Linked DNA regions of Sus scrofa: region 2 is linked to region 1. The links are chromatin contacts, called in public HiChIP or PLAC-seq maps. All regions are on one chromosome and are shown on one strand. The core of a region is the stretch at or near the end of the contact, and the rest is flanking DNA. Distances in the headings are between cores, read along the strand shown.

Region 1 (6,369 bases), core at 2,351-4,850:
TTTTCTTTCCATCTCTTCCTTACCTAACTTATTTATTTATTTATTTATTTATTTAATTTTTTAGGTTCACACCCATGGCATATGGATGTTCCCAGGCTAAGGGTCCAATTGTAGCTGTAGCTGCCGGCCTTCACCATAGCCACAGCAACACCAGATCTGAGCCCCGTCTGTGATCTACATCACAGCTCATGGCAACCCTGGATCCTTAACCCACTGAGCAAGGCCAGGGATTGAACCTGCAACCTCATGATTCCTAGTAGGATTTGTTTCCACTGTGCCACAACGGGAATTCCCCTTACCTAACTTTAATACACTTTACATGCATTTGTTATTGTTCTTATCATTTTATTCTGCATTTTACTTCTTTGATTAGTTTTATTTCATCTTTTTTGTATGGCTGGTTTGGTTTGGTTCTGCGTGAATGATAGCAGATTCTCCAAATCAATGCCAAGTCTATATAATGGCCTCCATGGTGTGTCCCCAACCTCAACTCCCTACTGCCTCCCCCTCCCACCTTGTTCCTCCCATCCTGCCACACCTGACTCCTTACTATTCCTTATACATGTCAACTTAAAAAATTCACAACTTCAGAGTTCCTGTCGTGGCACAGCAGAAACAAATCCAACTAGGAGCCATTGGGGTTGCAGGTTCAATCCCTGGCCTTGCTTAGTAGGTTGAGGATCTGGTGTTGGGATGAGCTGTGGTGTAGGTTGCAGATGTAGCTTGGATCTGGCATTGCTACTGCTGTGGCATAGGCCGGCGGCTATAGCTCTGATTGGAATATTAGCCTGGAAACCTCCATATGCCATGGATTCGGCCCTAAAAAGCCAAAAAAAAAAAAGAAGCACAACCTGAAAGTTGAGAGTTAAGTTTTATTTGGACAAAATTAGGACTTATGCTCAGGAGACAGCATCTTAAGTAGTCCTGAGAAACTGCTCTGAGTAGGTGAGAAGGAGATTGGATATACGAATTTTTGCAACAAAGGGAAGGTAATAGGAACAAAAGGTTTACAGAAAACCAGATTAACAGAAAAAGATGTACAGGTGTAGTGGGCTTGCTGGAATCATTCCTTTGATAGGCACCTCAGCTGTGGGCCAGTCTTCTTTGTTTCTTTCCTGAGTTCCCTAGGGCTCACTGGCTCACACTTGGGAGTGGCTCTTCTCCCAGATGGCCTGGACATTTTTTGTTTTGTCCACTTAACTGCAGCCCAGAGAACAGTATTTTATGGTCAGCTCTGAAACACTGCCCCAAACAGGAAAGGGGGTCTATCAAGATATAAGTCATAAAGGTGAAGGGGGAGGTACCTGCAGCCAGGCACACATTTTACAGAAGTTTGTTGCTGGTCTCAGGAAGGTTACTACTAGTCACGAGGAGCAGACATCACTGTGAAGGGTTTTAATGTTTTTCTAGATATGAGGAGATGCAAGGAGTGGAATCATAAAATCTTCTCCCCAAAATATCTAACTATCTGAGGACCTATTTTTCCAGTTTTCCCAGAGCATAGAGTACCTCACTCCTGGTCTCCACCCTGAGCTCTCCTTGGGGGGCGCTGTGGGTTGGCAGCAGCACTGGCTCATGTTTTACTCCATCATGTTTGGCTGATGGCAAGTGCCAAACTTCAGTTCACACGCATGCCAGGAAGGTACTGCCTCAGAGTGTTGGCACTTGCTGTTTTTTTTGCTGACATTCCCCCAGCCTGAACATCATTTGTCCCCGTGGCTTAATTGTTTACCTCCTCAGGTCTTGACTCAAACATCACGTTTCAATGAGATGGTCACCGAACAACATAGGTAAAATCATATCACAGCCCCCCCAATGCTTCTTAACCTTCATTTTCTTTATTTTTCAAGGCATGTATAACTCTCTAACATACTCTGTATTTTACTTTTATCTCAGTCTCTGTCCGAGTGCCTCAATTAGAATGGAAGCTTTAGGAAGGCAGGACTTTTGTCCATTTTGGTCACTATTGAATGTGCCTAGAAGAGAGCGTGGCATGTAGTGGGCAGTCCATAATGCATCATGGGGATGAGGGAGTGAATGAAATTCTTCTGGTGCTAGGAAGACATCTGTATATATAATATATATATTAAATTAAATACAGGATTGGGAGTTCCTGTGGTGGCACAGCAAAAAAGAATCCAACTAGGAATCATGAGGTTGCGGGTTTGATCCCTGGCCTTGCTCAGTGGGTTAAGAATCCAGTGTTGTTATAAGCTGTAGTGTAGGCTGCAGACACGGCTCAGATGTGGTGTTGCTGTGGCTCTGGCGTAGGCTGGTGGCTACAGCTCCGATTGGACCCCTAGCCTGGGAACCTCTATATGCCGCAATGTGGCGCTAAAAGGACAAAAGACACACACACAAAAATTAAAATAAAATAAAAAAAATAAATTAAGTATAGTATTAATTAATTTAATACTTGTAAAATATATTTAAAATGAACAGTTAATTGATATAATTAATTAAAAGTCTGTGATCTTGAAAAGAACCTTGAATTGACAGAGAAAGACAAATACAGTATGATATCACTTATATGTGGAATCTAAAAAATAAAACAAACGAGTGAATATAACAAAAAAGAATCAGATTCACAGATACAGAGAACAAACTAGTGGTTACCAGTGGCGAGAGGGGTCAGGGGGAGGAAATTAAGAAGTACAAACTATTAGATATAAAATAAGTTACACAGATATATATCGTACAACATGGGGGAATATAGCCAATGTTTATAATAACTATAAATGGAGCATAGCCTTAAATTTTTTTAAAAAAGAAACTCTGAATGGAGTTTGAGGAGTTGGTATCAATTCTGGCATCTTTAAAACAGATCTGCCGGGGAAGAAGCATTCCATCTCCCTGCCTGCGCATCTGCCCTTGTGAAATAGGTATAATGTCCCCTTTGCACCTTATAGGATTATCACGAGAGTCAAACAAAATATTGCACAGGGGTGTGTAAAAACTAAAAGGCAAATCGCACACACACTCAAACCCCAGCAGGAATAAAATACTGTTATATTAATGTTTAGTTATCACATAATGAAAGAATTTGAACGTGATCTTCCTTAACCAACAGTGATAGAAACTCATAACATGACAAGAGAGCTGGGTGTCCTGTAGGACTTAATTTTCATGTGCTACCGTGAGGCTGTCTGAGGAACTTATCTTATGAAACCCGAGTGTTACTTGGGAGCTTATCAGGAGTGTTTCATGAGGGGAAAAGAGAACAGAGCCTAGCCGTGTCATGGAATATTCCTTCCTTTCTTCCATTGCCCCCAGCCCGGTGCTGTTGCCTTTCTTGCTGTGTATTATTGACAGAGGAAATGCTGATTCATGGGTCTGAGTTACAGGAAACCTTGTTTCCTGGTGAAGAAACAAGCCTGGTGGTGCTGCCAGCCTCCTTCTCCGCCAGTTTCTGCCACAGGCCCTTCTCCCGGGGCCTGACTGACAAGGGGTAGAGCCAACTCGAGCTTAACCAGTGAAGTCACTTTCCCTTGGAATTGAGTTTAACACTCTGTTTCTCCAGACCCTTCAGCTCTGACTCCATGATACCTTTCCAGCTGGGTTCCCTCCCCGCCCCTCTTGCATCCTGAGCTGCAGCCACACATGACCACTCCCAGTCCTTTGTGAATGTCTTATATTTTCCAGTCTCAATGCTTTGGCTCACGATGTGCCCCAGCCTGGAATGGCCCCTGACCCAGTGTCGGTTCATTGAAATCCTACCCATGCTGCAGTTCTGCTCAGCAGCTACCTGCTATGTGAAGCCTGCTGGGTTTCCTTCTCTTTGTTTTTCTTCTTTTTAGTAGGGCTATTTCCAAATATGCACATAAGTGGACAAGCTGTATGGTGAAATTCTGGGTGCCCATCGCCCAGCTTCAGCAATGACCTGATTTCTTTGAAATAACACTTGATCCCTCCTTTTTTTGAACTTGTCTAGTAGCTCTTATGTTCTGTGCTTAATCCATGCTTCTGAACTGAGTTTGAAGAAGGTGAATTGAAGGATTTAGAATGCTCTGTTTACCCACCTGCCACAATGGGGAACCTGAAGCCCAGAGGAGGGAGGGGAGTTGCTCAATGTCCTAAGACAGGGAGTGGCAAGCTGAGATCAGAGTCTTCTGAAGGGCCTCGCGGTCTAAGTGGAAGATGCGGATAGTATTCTCATCACAAGTACATGCTCCTGGATCTCAAGCACTGCAGGAGTTCAGGTTAAGTGATTAGTAAGTGTGTGTTGAATGAATATATTAATCTTCTATCCAATTGATTAATACGATGACCTCTTAGGCTTTGCACAGAGCAGCCCCCTGGTCCTCTCTGTGCTGTAATCTGATATTAACATGCCAAAGATATGCATTGGAGATATCTGACTTAAATGGAGAGAAAAGCCATGTAAATTCTAAAGAACACTAAGAGTTGGTGAAAAGTGTATGTTGATAAATATTTTAAAATAAGTTCTGGGAGTTCCCGTCGTGGCTCAGTGGTTAATGAACCCCACTAATATACATGAGGACTCGGGTCTGATCCCTGGCCTCACTCAGGTGGGTTAAGGATCTGGCGTTGCTGTGGCTGTGGTATAGGTTGGTAGCTGCAGCTCCAATTCGACCCCTAGCCTGGGAACCTCCATATGTTGTGGGTGTGGCCTTAAAAAGACAAAAATAAATAAAATAAGTTCCGAGGTATTATTACATGGATTAGAATTCTGTAGCGGAAGAGCTGAAATGATCCTGAGTTAATCTGCACTAGAAAGTAGGAGAGAAATGGCCCTGAATTTTTTTTCTTAAATTCTGTGGTTTGGAGTACTTGTGCATTTGGTAATTTGGGAGGAAGGCAAGAAGAAAAAGTGTGGAAAGAGAGGGCAAAAACTAAAGAGCTGGTGGGGAAATAATGGCAGTTCTTCATCTTGATCCAGATGAGGCTCAAATCTAGGTTTTGGAAGGACAGCAAGAGGTCATCTGGATGTCCAGTCTGAGACACCCTGACTTTACTATGTCAAAAGGGAAGGAAGGATCTGGCCATCAGACAAAAAGCTGTGGCTAGTGGGGTGGGCAATAGAAAGGTGTGTGGATTTTCCTCATAAAATGGAGCTAAAACACAATTTGAGATCCTTTCCTTGAAAAAAATCTTTTGACTCAGGTTCTTGCGCAAGGTCAGGTTTAATCAGTACGTCACCCCTGCCGTTCTTTGGTAGGGCAAAATGGCTCGGGGAGGAGAGATGTAGGGGCTCTGACTGGGCATCTTTCAGGCACTCCATCTGTACTCTCTCATTGGCCCATCAAACCGGTGGCAGTTACACCATCACCCAGGTCCCAGGGAGGGTCTGAGTTTCACCTGAGTGAAAGTCAGAAAGGGCCTCACTAAGGCCATGACATCTGCCATTACTAGAAGCACAGGAGCAGTAATCCGATGGCATTGGAGAGGTCACCCTGAGGCGAGAGGGGAAGATAAGGAGACCAAGAAGAATTATTAGAATCCTGGGTTCCTGCGTCACATTTCGGTGTGAGCCAGAGACCCAGATGGGGAGACCGTAAGCAGGAATTCTGAAATGGCACCCCTTCCCTACATTTGTCTCTCTCTGTTGGTGTCCCTGGGATGCTTGTTATGAAAAGTGTCAGAACATGGAGTTCCTGTCGTGGCACAGTGGTTAACGAATCCGACTAGGAACCATGAGGTTGCGGGTTCAATCCCTGGCCTTGCTCAGTGGGTTAAGGATCTGGCATTGCTGTGAGTGGTGGTGTAGGTCGAAGACGCGGCTCAGATCCTGCGTTGCTGTGGCTCTGGCATAGGCTGGCAGCTACAGCTCCAATTAGACCCCTAGCCTGGGAACCTCCATATGCTGCGGGAGCGGCCCAAGAAATGGCAAAAAGACAAAAAAAAAAAAAAAAAAAAAAGAAAAGTGTCAGAACAAGTACGTGGCCTGTGTGCAGCGAGTTGAGGGGAGGGCACCCCAGAGGAAGAGGGGTTGTGAGGGATGCTTTGCATTCTCCAGGGCTCTGGAATGCTGGAGAGAGGAGAATGGGTAGAATTTATGGATCCCATAGGGAGGAGAGAGGATTTAAGCTTTAATGGTGAGAAAGGTGGCATGTATTCCCATTTGGGCTGTGGGAATCCTTTCCTTTCAAGTACAAGCAGGAACAAAGTAACTGTTCATAAGAGACCCACTGTAGTCACCAAAGATAGGTAGGAATCCATGAGAACAGGTGTAGTTTGCCCTCTAAAATCCGTGAGAGGGCATTTCCTCAAAAAAAAAAAAAAAAAAAAAAAAGATCCCTCCCTCCACCCCACCTGCTCACCCACCTGTTTTATTTGCTTAATGAGTCTTTCTTCAAGGGGATGTAAAGGTAAGGGTGCCCAGCACTAAGGAATAATTACCAGCTCCAA
Region 2 (6,369 bases), core at 1,321-3,820, 730 kb before region 1:
TAAAAAAAAAAAAAAAAAAGCCTTGCTGATGAAAAGCCCTACCGGATGACAGGCCATCTCTTAGCTTGAATTTATTTAAGAGAAAGGTAGAGTGTAAGAGCTCAAAGCTTTGCTCTAATCCTATGCTAATTCCTCGTTTTCCAAAGCCCTTGGTTTTTTAAGCCTTGATTTTGTTAATTTGTAAAAAGGAATTGTAACAGTTCTCTTTTACCTGTCAGGGTAGAAAAAGAATGAAAACTTGGTATTAGAAGAAACTAAGATTTACCATATGACACACAGGTACAGGCCTCTTCCTCCATGAAGACTTTTGTTTAATTCCTCTTTTTTCCTCCAAATATCTCTACTTCATTCCCCTAGAGTTCTTGCCTCTGAGGCCCCTGTACATTTAATAGTATTTTGTGGGGAAATTATTTGTATATTTGTTATGCTTCTATAATAGATTTTACTTAGAGTTTTTGCCTAAACTAGAATAAAAATATAAACTTTCACTTTTTTTTAGGGATACATTTTAGAAGGCTCAGTTTTAAGTAACGTGTCCCAATGGCTTTATTTATATAAATTGCCCCAAATACCTTTTAGTATTATTCAAGAGCTTGTAAAACAAAAGTTACTTTTTTGAAAGACATTCATGATGCAAAATAATTGATATAATTCAAAAACTCATCACACCTGTATGTCTGTGATTTAGATTTCTCAGAGTTCTCAGGGCATCTACGCATTCCTGACATCCTAAACATGTCTTTCCCCCTCTCATGGCATCCTATTTTCTCATAAATGTAGGACACTGAATTATTAAATAATCTTCAAGTTAAAAAAAAATATTTTTAAGACCTGACAGTATATCAGATGCTTGTTACTATGAAACACTCAAAAAGAGCACTTGCCTTCTTGCCTTGCAATAAAGATGATGCCAGCCTTGCCTGGCATCCTCTGATTCTGCAGGGAGGTGAGCAAAAGAGAGATCCAGGAAGTAAGTTCTTTTTTTTTTTTTATTTTTTTTAAGTAAGCCTGACTAGGGGAAGGAATTACCATGTCCCCATTCAAAGTCATCAGAATATCAGAGAATTTCCACCCAAACTCCCCAGCAATTTTCATCTACAAGTTGGGCCTGTGCATTTGCCCTTGAGTGCAACAGCTCTTATGATAATTCTACAGCTGGAAGCAAGACAGCTGGCTTCACTCTCACATCCTTCTTTTCAATTTTTTACATTTACATTTCAGCAATGACTGCTGACAGGCTCCCCAAGCCAAGTTCTCTTCTCTGCTTCTTATACACACATAGAGTCCCAAATCCAAGGTACAGCAAAGGACAAAGAGTCAAAGACTCTCTTAGGAGACACTGGGATCTAAATGGAAACCCAATTCCCCTCCAGCCACCCGCCCCAAATAAATATCAAAGCAACCAGAGGCACACCCGTTGGGACAAGAACTAAGGGAAAGAAAAAAAGAATAAAATGTGATAACCCCCACCCCAATAATGGTTTCAAATTCATAAGGGAATATGCCAAAAATCTCAAATGGCTATAACACCAATTGTAGAAGGTTAAAACCTATGAGAGAGGGAGAAATAAAAGCCTTGCATGTTCAGAAAAGGCCCCATCTATTTAGGGAAGTTCCAGGAAAGCTTTTTTAAGGTTGGATGAGATAGATTTTCAAATGGTGGAGATGGAGAAAGGTACAAGGCAGACAGCAGGCTGGGCACAGAGAGAGAAGGCTAAGATAGCAATGTCTGGGAGAAGTGTCCAGTTTGGCCCAGTATTGTAAAAGGAATGTGGAGGAGAGGCGTGTGGGGTAAAAGTGAAGTGTTTCAGGACTGCTTCTTACACGAGCTGGGCTGGAGGTCTAGGCACATAGATCTCAAATCTGGGTGTGCAAAGGAACCTTCTCCAAGAGCCTTATAAACAATGCTAACTTCCTGGCTTCTTGTGCAGGAATTCTGGGGAGTAGTCCAGAATTTTGTTTTTAATGAGGACTTCAGGGTGATTCCAAAGCAGGTGGCCTCTGGCACATTTTGGGAAAACCAAGCTCCCTGAGGCTCATGACTGGTGACTGGTCCTCAGACTCTTCAAGCTCTCAAACCAGCAGTGTGCAGATAACATTCTGGAGACTGAAACATGGAAGAATAACTGTCCTTTGGGGATTCAAGCTACACAAACTTCTCTTCTGCAGGTTCTGTACATATGTTCCTGAGCCTCAGTCTATGCAGTTATTTACTGCTCAGAGCCTCCACACTTTGAGTTTTATTCAGCCCCATCAGCCTCTCTGAACCCTCACTTAGCCACTGGGGTAAGAAATACCATTTTCATTCTATTTGTGAGGAAATTTAAGCTAAAAGAAATGAAGTGAATGCAGACTAGTGTCTGAAGTTAAATTCCATATTCTTTCTCTAAAAATATTTGCTGCCTCATCTCAGGCCCCCTAAATGAAAGATTGAATATCTTACTTAGGACTCTTCCAACTTATTTTCTGGTTTATTTTTAAGATCAGTTTGAAAGCATAATCTCTCTCTCTCTCTCTCTCTCTCACACACACACACACACACACACACTCTCTCTCTCTCTCTCTCCTTTCCTCCCTCTATCTCCTCTGCCCAAATCTTTAATTCTAATCGAAAATGTATTCATTTTTCGGTTCTGAGGGTACAGTCCAGTTAAAAAGACCCTACTAATACAGATTTTGCACTGTACTGAGTAATTATCATTCCTTCATCCTTTAGGAGATATAGGATAAATATGAAAGAAAACAAGGAACAGACTCCTTCCCCATTTTCTTTCCAACCTTTTATCTATCTCTAAAGTAGGAAGTTTACTGAACCACTGCCAACAATTCACTCAGCCTAATGAAGTGTATAAGTAATAGGATTAAATAATCTTAAACCATTATTACAGCGGCCTGATGCTGACATTCATCCAAACTCTGGCAAACACCAAGTGGTGAGTTCATGCTTGATTTAAAAATAAACAAACTAGGGCAGTGGGAAAGTTCTAGCATAAAGTTTCAGAGGCATGTAACCTGGAAATCTGAGACTCTCCATTCTGGTTAGGGCTGAAGCAACTTCTGTCTTATGTCTAAACTCTCCAACCAAAATTTATGCAATCCAGTATTTTCTAGGGATGTTACTCTGGGCCCTGTAGTCACATATGGTTAAACCTCTCATGTCAGTCCCAAAGAAAGCAGTTCTTTGAAGGCATCATCAAGGCTCATGGTTTCTATTCCTGCCTCTGACATTAATAAACCATATAACCTCAGGCAAATCAGTCAGCTTTCTCAGGCTTTAGGTTTTCTCAGCTATAAAATGACGTTATTGAATTTCTAAGGTTCCTCCTGGCTCTTAAAAAGCATTCTATCTCTATGACAAGAGAAAAAAGTAGAGTTTGGGATAGCAGACTGTGGCAAAAGGTATGTCTGGCTAGGTCTCTATTATTCTGGGCCATCTTCTTCCAGGTGGGAGCCTTACTACCCTTTCCAGGGAGGGCCGTATAGCCTGCAGGGATGTGGTGGGCAGTAATGAAAATCAGCAAAGGGCTAGGGGCTCTATAGGGGAAAAGGCTAAATAAAATCCATCAGCAAAGGACAGTGCAGTAACTATTCTCCCACTGAAAGTTGAGCTGTTGTATAATTACAGGGTGATGATATAAATGCCTGTTAAAGTGAGAGGTGCTTTCCAAAGCATATTCAATCCTCCAATCATTTTGCTCCTGAGTTAATTATCCCTGTAAAATTTTATAGCATTCTTCACTTAGATCATTTACCCTTTTAAAGGTTTACCTAGGTATTTTGTTTTTGTTGCTTCTTCATAAAGATTTTTTTCCCATTTTATTTTCTAAATGTAAATTTCTATTTTGATTTTGCTAGGTTACTAATAAATAATTTAGGTTTCCTTAGATTTTCTTAAATAATTATCATATAATTCATACATATTTATACACCCTAGTCTTACAATTTTGAGTGAAAAAGTCTCAGAAAAATAAGTATGATACAATACATTCATTTAAAATTAAGAAATACTATATGCAAACAACACAACATATATATTAGAGATAATATATAATAATATATATCATATATAAAGTATGATATATATAATATATATATTAGAGATAATACATAACATATACTATATATAATATATATTAGAGCTAATATATAATAATATATGATATATATTACATATTAGAGATATGCAATAAAACTGTACAGAAATGTATGTTTTATTTGTTTTTTTCTGTCTTTTCTAGGGCTGCACCTAGAACAGCACATGGAGGTTCCCAGGCTAGGGATATAATTGGAGCTGTAGCCGCCTGCCTACACCAGAGCCACAGTAACGCCAGATCTGAGCTGCATCTGTGACCCACACCACAGCTCACGGCAATGCCAGATCCTTAACCCACTGAGCGAGGCTGGGGATCGAACCTGCAACCTCATGGTTCCTAGTTGGATTCATTAACCACTGAGCCATGATGGGAACTCCCATGGATGTTAAAACAAATTTAGCATATTAGCTACCACTGTACAGGAGCCTTGAGAATGTGATTGGGGTAAGAACCTAAGAGATTTCAACTGGATTTCTAATATTTTATTTCTTAAATTGGATAATGGGTACATGGTATATCGTCTTATTATGCTTTATAACTTTGTGTCAGAAATATTATATACTTGAAATAGTATATACATAAAAGAAAAAAGTCGTATAATATATATTGTTTTTGTTTCCAAATTTCCATTACAAAGGCTAGAATGTTAAGAATAATACTAATATAATAGCAGGAATTCCGTGGATATCTAGGAAAATCTAGGAAGAGGGCTCACCATTAGTTTATTTTATCCTATTAAACTTAAATATCTTCTTTTTTTCTTCTATTTTATTTAAAGCTCATTTTAAGTTATTGCAATTATTTTCATTTTTAAAAAAGAATGTGTGATAAATTTCATTAAATGCTTTTTTGGCATCAATGGATGTTTACTAATTTTTTTAAAATTGATATTTCACTACAACTAATCATGCTAAAAGATTCCTAATAATTGTTCTAACACTGGAATCATGGAATAACCTGGATTGTTTCACTATGTGGCATTCAGTGTGCTAATATTTCAATTAAGATTTCTGCACTTATGAAAGTTCTATTAGCATAGAGTGTTCTTTGGGGGGCAACCTAGGTTAGGTATAATTAATCAGGATCAGGCTACCTTTACAAGATGATTTGGGAAGCTTATCTTCTCTTGCTAAGCTCTGAAAATTGAAATAGCACAGGAATCAGTTGTTCTTCAAAGATTTGAAAACTCCTGTTTGTAAAAGTTCTTGGTTCTTTCTCAGGTAGTAGCTCTGCATTTCATCCATGTTTATGAGGTTATTTAAGTTTTCTTCCCCTGTATTTAGATTTGCACAGAGAATAGCCTCTTTTCTATAAAATTTTAACTGTAATAATTAAATGTCCTCTACATCGATGCTGAAAGCTTCCTTTTCATTCTTAAATTTTTATAATTTTTGGTTTTCCCCTTAATTCTTGATTATCTTCACTGGATGTTCACTTTACTATGCTTTTCAAAGAATCATCTCCTGAACTTAAAAATTCTAATATTTTTCAATGCATCAAGAACTGCCTTCATTTAAACTAATCCCTTTTCCCTTTGGGTTGCTTTTGTCATTTCCAGTTTTTTAGGTTCATATATTTGCACTCTTTCTTGTTGCAATTAATGATTACCAACTTTACCTGGAATTCCACTTTGGCTGCATCTCATTCTCCTTGTCATGCAGTGTTATTACCATTACTTTCCAAGAAATTTTTTTAAACTCAAGAGTATGTTTATTGTTTATCCTTTTATGGGTTTCTTGCCTTACTGTGCTGACATGCACAACCAGTCAGCCAAAGTAGAAGCTGTCTATATTTTCCTTTTGGACTATAATATGATGCTTTTCTAAATATTCCATGATTTGGAAAGAAGATATAATCTCTTTGGTTGTATGGATTAAATCAATGATATCTAATCATATTATCCAACTTCTATAATTGGTTTGTCAGAGATTATAAGAAATATGTTAAAGTTTTATAAAGACTACGGTTTTACCATCTTCATCTCATATTTCATCAATATTTTTGTATCATATTTCAATGTAATGCTATTTAATGAAAAAAGGCTCAAGATCATTTTTCAGGAACTATGACATTTGTCAATAAAATAGTGTTCTTTGGCTTATGTGATAGTTTTGTCCTGAACTGTATTTTGTCTATTATTAATATCATAATTAATATCATAATGAGTAGGTAATTAATATTATTTTCTTTTGGTCTGAATTTGGCATTACACCTATTCCTATCTATTTTTAACTATTAGTTTTGTTGATTCATGGCTTATCATAATTTTAGTTAT

The links. HiChIP or PLAC-seq counts read pairs in DNA pulled down with a chosen protein or histone mark.
Region 2: a contact with region 1 is called in an H3K27ac HiChIP or PLAC-seq map of alveolar macrophages. The contact joins two enhancer-like sites. A contact is called at or near these places in 2 of 2 datasets of contacts at active chromatin or transcription factors (alveolar macrophages and skeletal muscle).

The regions. Positions count from the first base shown.
Region 1 is chr13:125,638,427-125,644,795 of Sscrofa11.1, reverse strand. No RefSeq gene overlaps it. Among named protein-coding and RNA genes, the nearest start is that of LPP, 140 kb to the left of the region's middle. Within about 2 kb of position 3,600, at least 20 of the 83 cell types and tissues checked have an H3K27ac peak or open chromatin away from gene starts, as enhancers often do. A contact at or near this core is called in alveolar macrophages and skeletal muscle, where this site is marked.
Region 2 is chr13:126,364,887-126,371,255 of Sscrofa11.1, reverse strand. The region is part of intron 8 of LPP (lipoma-preferred partner); the gene reads right to left. Among named protein-coding and RNA genes, the nearest start is that of MIR28, 86 kb to the right of the region's middle. Within about 2 kb of position 2,570, at least 7 of the 83 cell types and tissues checked have an H3K27ac peak or open chromatin away from gene starts, as enhancers often do. A contact at or near this core is called in alveolar macrophages and skeletal muscle, where this site is marked.